2 separate regions of the Macaca mulatta genome follow, and region 2 is linked to region 1. The links are chromatin contacts, called in public Hi-C maps. All regions are on one chromosome and are shown on one strand. Each heading gives the region's core, a stretch centred on a gene start, on an enhancer-like site or on the middle of the called end of the contact. The rest is flanking DNA. Distances are from core to core; before and after follow the strand shown.

What was found. Hi-C and Micro-C count contacts between places; a contact is called where the count stands out from the background.
Region 2: a Hi-C map of fetal cortex germinal zone shows a contact between it and region 1, with 1.7 times the contacts expected there. The contact joins the promoter of KLHL35 here to the promoter of RPS3 in region 1.

Annotation. Positions count from the first base shown.
Region 1 is chr14:75,813,548-75,818,752 of T2T-MMU8v2.0, reverse strand. RPS3 (ribosomal protein S3) reads right to left here and starts at 1,833. Exons shown (of 7, transcript NM_001266290.1): 1 at 1,774-1,833; 2 at 480-610. The coding sequence starts at 1,803. LOC114672509 (small nucleolar RNA SNORD15) reads right to left here and starts at 910; the gene lies at 763-910.
Region 2 is chr14:75,849,869-75,854,442 of T2T-MMU8v2.0, reverse strand. It overlaps KLHL35 (kelch like family member 35), which reads left to right and starts at 3,124. Exons shown (of 7, transcript XM_077963847.1): 1 at 3,124-3,283. It overlaps GDPD5 (glycerophosphodiester phosphodiesterase domain containing 5), which reads left to right. Exons shown (of 18, transcript XR_013404150.1): 17 at 688-1,266; 18 at 1,341-1,705.

The sequences.
Region 1 (5,205 bases), core at 584-3,083:
TGAACTCCTGAGCTCAAGCGATCCTATGCCTGGCCTTAAAATCCAGCTTTTAAGAAGCAATTACATTCACTAAGCCCAGACTCACTGGCTGTCTATCCCCTTAAGTTCACAAAGGACAAACCAGCCAGGCGCGGTGGCTCATGCCTGTAATCCCAGCACTTTGGGAGGCTGAGGTGGGCGGATCCCGAGGTCAGGAGATTGAGACCATCCTGGCTAACACAGTGAAACCCCGAATCTACTAAAAATACAAAAAATTAGCCGGGCATGGTGGTTGGCCCCTGTAGTCCCAGCTACTCAGGAGGCTGAGGCAGGAGAATGGCAGGAAGCTGGGAGGCGGAGCTTGCAGTGAGCAGAGATCTCACCACTGCACTCCAGCCTTCGGGACAGAGCAAGACTCTGTCTCACACACACAAAAAAAGGAATAAACCAACTTAGCATTTACAACAATTATAGGTGATGGCCAGTCAAGTGAGTTTTACCTGGTGGCTAAGATAATGATTTCTGTCCTGGTTGGTGTAACTCGCACCTCAACTCCAGAGTAGCCATCTTCAGCCAGCTCCCGAGTAAGAAACTCATTCAGTTCAGCTTTGAAGATGCCATCAGCGACAAACTAATCCAAAAAAAGCGAAGTTCAAAATTAGGACATCGGTGTAGGCTCACTTTCGCCTGAGCCAGTGTCTTATTAGTCAATGCATCCCTCCCCAAAACTAAATACCTCCAACCAATGGTTCCAAACCCTTGTTCCAACAGGAGTGCAGCAACCCTTCTCAGACAAATGCCTCTAGGTCATCTTTAGGAAGTTACTTCAACCAGGGCCCTTTAAACTGTGCCACAGAATGCAGCACAGAGTAGGCAACCTGGGCGAAGGCAACACCCCCAAGTCAGACTCGTCATCATCTCTTCATCGAAGGGTTTAAAACAGTTCCACATGCAAAACAAGAAACTGCTCTAAAATAGCCTATTTACACCTCACTCAGCACAGCAAAGACACTGTACTTGTCACTGTGAAGGAACAGAATAGATAGTGGACTTAACATAAGCTCTCTCACTTGCAGACACAACCTGGACCGTCTAAAGAATCCCAGCCATGTTATCTGGCCTTACGGTACCTGTGGTTTTAACTGTAAACAGAGCTGGAAAATCCTAACTCACAAGAGTTGTGGATTTAATTTTAACATCGAAGTGTAGGTATACGAAATGACAAACTGTCTATTTTTAAAGCTAATGATTTTTACACAGTTCTTTCCCATGGAATAACAAAGCGTTAAATCCGAGGCAGCTTCCTCCCGGGGTCCTCAGACGGAGCAAGCAATCGTCAGTAACCCTTCATGTTGAGGTCGTGGGACCAGCAGACTGTACCCAGACTCGACCAGTAAGAAGACAAGTATACACTGCTGCCTCCCCTTCCCAAAACCATGGGATAAGACATGAGGGAAATGACACACGCCCTCAAAATACCACGTTTACTAATTCCATTGACCAAAAAATGCTCACAAACGCCTTCTCCGGGACAGAAGGGGCGCCTGGTCCCCATCTCTCTGCGCTTCACTCGGAACCAGAGAAAAACCTGTCTCTCCCTTACCCGGCCACACAGCGCCCGCCTGGCTCGGGCCTCTCACTCAATCCACCGCCATCCGCGGCCCGTGGGAATGCCAGGAAGCCTAAGCCGCTTCCCAGGGCAGGGCACGGAGCTGCAGGCCTCGCGGTGGCACCCGAGAAGCCCCTGACCCTCGCGGCGCAGTCGTTCCCCGAACCCAGTCCCCAGAGGCTCACCTTCCTCTTCTTGGAAATTTGCACGGCCATCTTGCCGCCGCGCTCCGCCGAAAGAAAAAGAAGTGGCGGGCGGGCGGAAGTGAGTATAAAGGGCGCGAGCGACGGCGGAGGGCTGCGCTACGTGGACGCCTATGGGTGCTCATGGGAAATGTAGTTTTTACGTAAAGAAGGCGTCAAGGGAAGGAAGAGTGTAGGCAGGAACAGTAAAGGGGGTTCGACCAGCAGGACTGCTAGACTTCAGAGGATCTTAGAGTTCAATTCTCTTTTTTTTTTTTTTTTGAGACGGAGTCTTGCTCTGTCGCCCAGGCTGGAGTGCAGTGGCCGGATCTCAGCTCACTGCAAGCTCCGCCTCCCGGGTTTACGCCATTCTCCTGCCTCAGCCTTCGGAGTAGCTGGGACTACAGGCGCCCGCCACCTCTCCCGGCTAGTTTTTTGTATTTTTTAATAGAGACAGGGTTTCACCGTGTTAGCCAGGATGGTCTCGATTTCTCGACCTCGTGATCCGCTTGTCTCGGCCTCCCAAAGTGCTGGGATTACAGGCTTGAGCCACCGCGCCCGGCCGCGAGTTCAATTCTCATAGTTTAAAAACAAGCAATGCGAGGTGCAGAGGTGGAAATTACAGGTATAAGTTCACACAGCAACAGAGTTTAACCAGCGTGGAACTCTGGCCCCTACACTTTCAGGGTGGATATTGTAATGAAAATCTGCTGAAATCCCTCAGTGAAATTCATTTAAGACTCCTCTTTGGGAGGCCAAGGCGGGCGGATTACTTGAGGTCAGGAGTTAAAGACTAGCCTGGCGAACATGGTGAAACCCCGTCTCTACTAAAAATAGAAAAAGTAGCTGGGCGTGGTGGCAGGCACCTGTAATCCCAGCTACTCAGGAGGCTGAGGTGGGAGGATTGCTTGGACCCGGGAGGTGGAGGTTGCAGTGGGCGGAGATCCCACCACTGCACTCTAGCCTGGGCGACAGAGTGAGGCTCTGTCTCAAAAAAAAAAAAAAAAAAAAAAAAAAAAAGAATGTCCCCAGTCTGTGCCCATTTCCTCCATTCCAAATGATAATAAAACCTGATATTTACTAAGTGTCCTAGGGACTGTGTTCTGTGCCCTTTATGTTGTTTTCATTTACTCCACCTTACTTTCATCAAGTCCATTACAATTTGTAACAGAAGTCCCAGAGAGTGGCTCGTGTGCCCGCCCACCCTCCCTCTCTTCCTTCCTTCCTTCCCTCCTTCCTTCCCTCCTTCCCTCCTTTCTCTCTCTTTCTCTCCTTTCTTTCTTTTCTCTCCCGTTGCCCAAGCTGGAGCGCAGTAGTACGATCTCAGCTCCCTGCAACCTCCACCTCCCAGGTTCAAGCGATTCTTCTGCCTTGGCCTCCTGAGTAGCTGGGATTACAGGTGCACACCACCAAACCCGGCTAATTTTTGTATTTTTAGTAGAAATGAAGTTTCACCACGTTGGCCAGGCTGGTCTTGAACTCCTGACCTCAAGTGATCCACCTGCCTCACCCTCCCAGAGTGCTGGGATTACAGGCATGAGCCAATGCACCCGGCCTTCTTTTTCAATTAAAAAAAAATTCTAGCCAGGTGCAGTGGCTCAGGCTTGTAATCCCAGCACTTTGGGAGGCCAAGGCAAGTGGATTGCTTGAGGCCAGAAGTTTGAAACCAACCTGGGCAACAGAATGAGACACTCTCATCTCTACAAAAAGTGAAAAAAGAAAATTAGCCGGGTGTGGTGGTGTGTGCCTGTAGTCCCAGCTACTCTGGAGGCAGAGGTGAGAGGACTGCTTGAGTACAGGAAGTCTAGGCTGCAGTGAACCGCGATTGTGCCACTGCACTCAGCCCGGACAGCAGAGTGAGACTCAGTCTAAAAAAAAAAAATTTAAATGTCTGTTCATTTTATTATGAAGCTTACAGAACAGTTGGAAAAACTGTACATGTATGCATCACCAAGCTGAGGGGGAATTGAGAATGATGCTACAACTAATATTTTGCTGTTGCTTTATCATGTATCTACTCATCCCTGTAGCCACCCACCAATATATCTTTTGAGGCATTTCAAAGTAAGTTGCAGACATTGGTAAACTTTACCCCTAAACACTTCAATAACAGTTTTAAGTTTGAATAGTTTTCTTCACGTAAAAGTCAGGGTATTTCTCTCTAAAACTATTTCAGGTTTTTCTTAAGAATATAGAAAGATCGCCGGGCGCGGTGGCTTACGCCTGTAATCCCAGCACTTTGGGAGGCTGAGGTGGGCGGATCACAAGGTCAGGAGATGGAGACCATCCGGGTTAACTCGATGAAACCCCGTCTCTACTAAAAATACAAAAAAAAAAAAAAATTAGCCGGGCGTGGTGGCGGGCACCTATAGTCCCAGCTACTCGGGAGGCTGAGGCAGGATAATGGCATGAACCCAGGAGGCGGAGCTTGCAGTGAGGTGAGATGGCGCCACTGCGCTCCAGCCTGGGTGACAGAGCGAAACTCCATCTCAAAAAAAAAAAAAAAAAAGAATATAGAAATATCTAGCAAAATAGTGAACCCACATTTCTTCATGGGCAGTGCTCTCCTTCCCCGTTATACCAAAAGAGGCTTTCCAATGTGCCACACTCCCTGGCAGCATCACTCAGTTATTTTCTGGTCCTAGAAGCCATTGGAGTGTTTAACTCCAGCACTAAAACAACTCTGCTGTAAAGTGACCTGTCCTATAATCATGGAATTAACAGAGTTCTACAGGAGCTGAGCAGAAGGACCAGGGAAGACGACAAAAAGTGGCTGGGTGCGTTGGCTCACGCCTGTAATCCCAGCACTTTGGGAGGCTGAGGTGGGTGGATCACCTGAGGTCATGAGTTTGAGACCAGCCTGGCCAACATAGTGAAACCCCATCTCTACTAAAAATACAAAAATTAGCCAAGTGTGGTGGTGCATGCCTGTAATCCCAGCTACTTGGGAGGCTGAGGCATGAGAATCTCTTGAACCCGGGAGGTGGAATTGCAGTAAGCCATGGTCAAAACCACTGCCCTCCAGCCTGGGTGACAGAGTGAGACTCCATCAAAAAGAAAAGAAAAGAAAAAATAAAAGAAAAGAGAAGTGGACGAACCAAAGAACCAAAGAGATGGTAGCTGTGGATCTATCTTTTTTTTTTTTTTTTAGGAAAAAGTTTCCCTCTGTCGCCCAGGCTGGAGTGCAGTGGCGCAATCTCAACTCACTGCAACCTCTGCCTCCTGAGTTCAAGCGATTCTCCTGCCTCAACCTCCCGAGTAGGTGGGATTACAGGCACGCACCACCACTAGCTAATTTTTGTGGTTTTAGTAGAGACAGGGTCTCACTATGTTGGCCAGGCTGGTCTCGAACTCCTGGCCTCGGATGATCCACCCGCCTCGGCCTCCCAAAGTGCTGGGATTACAGACATGAACCACTGCACCCAGCAGATGCCC
Region 2 (4,574 bases), core at 1,875-4,374, 34 kb before region 1:
AGGGTCGAGCGAGCTGAGGGAAGGAAGGGCATTCCAGGTGGGCACGGCATGTGCGCAGAGGCGGCAAGGGAGCACTGCTTGCCTGGGCACCAAGAATGAAGAGTCCCTCTATTGGGCCGAACTCCACTCAGCAGAGCTTTCTTGAGCCTCAGATCCGTGCCCAGCACTCTACCAGGCCCTGGGGACATAGATGCCCAGAACCCACCCTGGGCAACCATACAGAATGTGGCCAGGGCAGAGGGAAGCAGGGGCTGGGGTTGCCATGAGGAGGCCCCAACCCGGCCCAGGGCTCTGATGAGGCTCCCAGGAGGCTGAGTGACAGATGAGAAGACTTGAGCCAGATGGTAGGAAAAGGAGGTGGTGTTGGGGCAGCCACTCCTAAGAGAGGGGCCAACACATGCAAAGGCCCTGAGGAGAGTGGACACATGGGTGCCAAGCTCAGGGACACAGGTGGTTTTCTGTGACTGCAAAGTGAAGTCCCAGGGGACAGCAGATGAAGGTGAAGCTAGAGTGCTCGGCAGATACCAAAGGGGCCTTGAGTGCCAGGCTCAATGTCGACCTGAGCCCAGTGGTTTCATCAGCCTCCAAGTGCCCAGCTGGGTGGTACAGCCTTCCCGCCCCATCTGTCACCCATCCTTATGACTGCCTCCTCCCTGACTCACATTCTGTCTCCCTCTGGCCCCGCAGAAATCAGCGATGGTGTAGAGGTCTCCGATGTGCTCTCCGTATGTTCAGACAACAGTTATGACACATATGCCAACAGCACCGCCACCCCTGTGGGCCCCCGAGGGGGTGGCAGCCGCGCCAAGACCCTCACAGAGCGGAGTGGGCGTTAGCTGAAGACATGTCTCATCCACCTGTACCTGACACAGAAGCCAGGGGAGCCTAGGAGAGCTGATGGAAGCGTGTCTGAACTCGGAGTGCTCTGGAAGCTGGCTCCACAGCCTCCTTGTGGGCTCCAGCCCCTTGTCAGCCACAGCCTCTCTTGAGGGGGACTCCCGTGTCCCCCTGAGGCCCAGCTGGACCAGGACTCCAGCCTCTCAGATGCCCCTGCAGGCCTGGGGCTCCTTCTGGGTGGTGCGGGGCCTAGGGCTTGGGCCCCTCTTCTGAGGCCCTCTCCTATATCCTGACTTGGAAGCTTTGATGGGTCATGGGCCATGCCATGCCCCCTGTGGCAATGGAGGGTGCGGATGCTCACCTGTGCCGTCTGTCCTCCTATCTGTGCCCCGAGGCACTTGAATTCTCTGTTTTTATCCTGCCCCAAGGGCCTGGGCCGGGCCTCTACCCGAAGCAACTCTGCTCTTCCTGTCAGTCTCAAAGCACAAGGAGGTTCGGCCCAGGAGGAAGCCAGCTGCAGTGTGGAGACACGTCCTCCTCCCCAGTCCACCTCATGCCACCACCAACCCCCTGTCCCAGGAGCAGACCTGAGCCACATTCCCCAGGAGCAGCTGGAGATGGCCAGAAGAGTGAGCTCAGGGCTACTGGATCCTATGCCGAAGTGTCCAGCAGACCTCAGGGCAGAAGAGTCCCCTAACCCAGGAGTCCACAGACTGATTTAACCTCAGGTTCCCACATCAGTGGCCACAGGGCAGGGCCCACCTGGTAAAAGTGTTCTGGACATGGTCAGGGTGGGTGTGTGGCTAAGTAGGCCTGCACAGAGGGAACCCAAGGGGCTCGGCCAATGTGATTAAAGCTGCCATCTTGATGTGTGTTGTCTCTGAATTGCCAGCAGGAGGGTGGGGACAAGTGCACTGGGTCTAGGTTTCAGTTCTGACCCTATGATTTGAGGAGGAACCATTCTCAGGAATGAATGGGAAAACGGCAGGATGGTGCCTCCCCTTCTCTGGGTCCACCACGGTGCCAGTGGCTGGGAGCCAGTATCCTCACATGGTGGATGGGGAGACAGTCTTGGAGAGGTAAAAGTGACCTCCAAAGGCCACACAGCTTAGAACAGGCCAAGCCAGAATCCCACCCAGAGTCTGACCCCAGCGCATATGTTATGTCTCCCGTAAGCTAGGAATGACACACAGAGCGGGAGGGCTCCTGGGTCCAATGTGGGGCTGGGAGTGGGACTGGCAGGTGCCCTCACAGCCACACGAAGGCATTCTGAGCCTCCCGGCTGTGTTGGGACAGGCCTTCAGCACAGGGAGGCCTCTTCCCCATGTGAGGAGTTTGGCTTTGACTTCTCCGAGCTTTGGACCTGCCTGAGGAGGGCCCATGCCCATGCCCAGGACTGGGGGCACCTGGGCTGAAAGCCAAAGTACAGCCCTGGGACCACAGGTGTCCTTTCCTTCCAATCCTTGGGACCTCTGCTGTCTATGAGCAGGAGTCAGTGGTGGCGTCAGAGCAGGCCTGTAACTCCCCTCTTTGTTCTGAGAGTCTGCCCGGTCATGGGTGTGTCCTTAGGGAAAAGGGGGAAGCTGAGCCCCAGCTCCAGCCTGCATCAAATTAACTCCATGCTTCCTGGGAGCCAAGGGACGTGTGTCTTCCAAACAGGAATCTTCTGGATAGAATTCTTGGGGTCTAGGAGATTCTGGCATGCAAATATTGGAAGCTCCACTGGGCCCCCACAGTAGCCTCGAGGAGCGGCCCTCCTGCCCCTGCTACTGAATGTCTGGCAAGTGCTCCTCTTCTTGGGGCAGAGGTCAGCTCCCGCCTCTCCCTGGGCTCAAGGGAGTGAGACTCAGAGCCACTGTGCCCCCTGCCCCACACATGCTTAGTCACATTGGCATCTACATGGTCACACAGCCACATGTCCACACGCAGCCCAGTGCTACACAGTCACTGCATTCCATGTACTTCCACAATCACGCATAGTCACCCTGGAACCTACATGCCCACAACTGCACGATGACACCCCTCCCACACCCCAACTCCAGCACCATACATCTTCAAACCCTTGTCCTCAATCAGGGACAAGGCCAGCACCAGGTCACCCCCAACCCCATGCACGAATCCAAATCCAAACCCTGGAGTTGCACACAGTCAATCCACTCTTACGCCCCTTCTTTCTTTCCCTCCCTCCCAGGGCTAGTCCAAGAGTAGAACAAAAGCCCAGCATCCCCTCCCCACTCGCTTCTCCCTTCCTCTCCCTCCCCCTCCCTCCTGGCGTCCAGCCCCTTTGTCCTCCCGCAGCTGAGCCCGAGCAAACAGCGAACGGGGGTCTGGCAGAGCAGCACGAACATTGGAGCTTGGGCTGCCAGGGGTGCGGGCAGCAGGCACAGACAGGAGTGATACCTGTGAGAGCAGCAGCTGCGGAGCACTTGGGAGAGGGTGTGGCCAGGTAAGCGCCAGGTGCATGGGGCAAGGCTTAGGCTGCAGGGCTGCCCCAGCTGTGTGGTATCCACAAGTCTGAGATGGGGAGGATGCGGAGGAGGTGCTTGGGTAATGGCTTCAAGTGGATGTGGGTGTAAAAAAGAGTGATGGTGGCATGTTCGAGTCAGCTTCTACAGGCTGGGCCCTTCAGTCTGCATCATGACCCATGGCTTGAAGTGCCTAGACTCAGCCGAGAAGGGAGGATACTCATTGAGCCCTACCTGGGAATTTTTACCTTCCGTGTTCCAACTGGGTGTCCTTCGGCCCCCAGACTGGGGATCCCAGAGTGAATGCTGGATCTGATGTCACTGTGTGTCCAGAGCGCCCAGTGCAGTAGACAGTAAAATGAAAAAGTACTGACACACTTCCTAGGAGGGAACTCTTTCTCCCCCAGGGAGCTGCTTGTGCTGTGGGACACCTTTGCAAGAAGTCCATCCTTATGCTAATGAGACCGGCCCTCTTGGGTTTCAACTCAGAGTGTAGTTGCTTTGTGGGCTAGTGGAGGACAGACTGGTTGCAGCGTGCTGTGATGACTGGTCTCACTTCCTTCCACCTCCTGGCTGCTCCTTGGGACACACCCCCACCCTGGCAAGTGTGGCATGCAAACCCTGGAGCCAGGTGGATTCAGGATCCAGTCTCTCCACTTGGGCAAAAGTAGTTAACTTTCTTGCCCACCAGGGAGTTCATTTCTCACGATGCTGACCAGGGGATCCATGGCCCGGAATGACCAGGGCATGAAAGCCAGACTAACGCTGGGCAGGATCTGACCTCCAGAAGCAGCAGAGCAGCTGGGAGCAGGAGGATGGAAGGAGAGGCAGGGCGCAGAGGGTGGACCTGAGCCCCCTAGAGTAAGCTGATGGAAAGGAGGGAACTCCCTGTCCCTGGAGGTGTGCAAGCAGAGGCTGTGTGTTCATAATGGCCAAATCATAACCAGCATGGCCCAGCCCCTCAGTCTGCAGAGCGCCTTCACAAACACCCCTCTGCTGAGCCTCGCCGCAAACCTCTGAAGGGCAGGTGTCCTGTGTGTGCTTGTTTCCCTTATGACAAACTAAAGGGGCAGGGGTGGGCTAAAGAAACTTCTCAGGTTGTGAGGATGAAATTAAATTATGTCTATAAAAGTAACTGGCACACACAGTGTCCTCCCTTCCTCTCGAGTAAAAACAATACAGGGAAACACCCATGTAGCTCGTACTGTGTACCAGCACTTTTCATAAAGCCCATGTAATAGTCATGAAGCCACAGCCCTGTGAGGTAGGGAT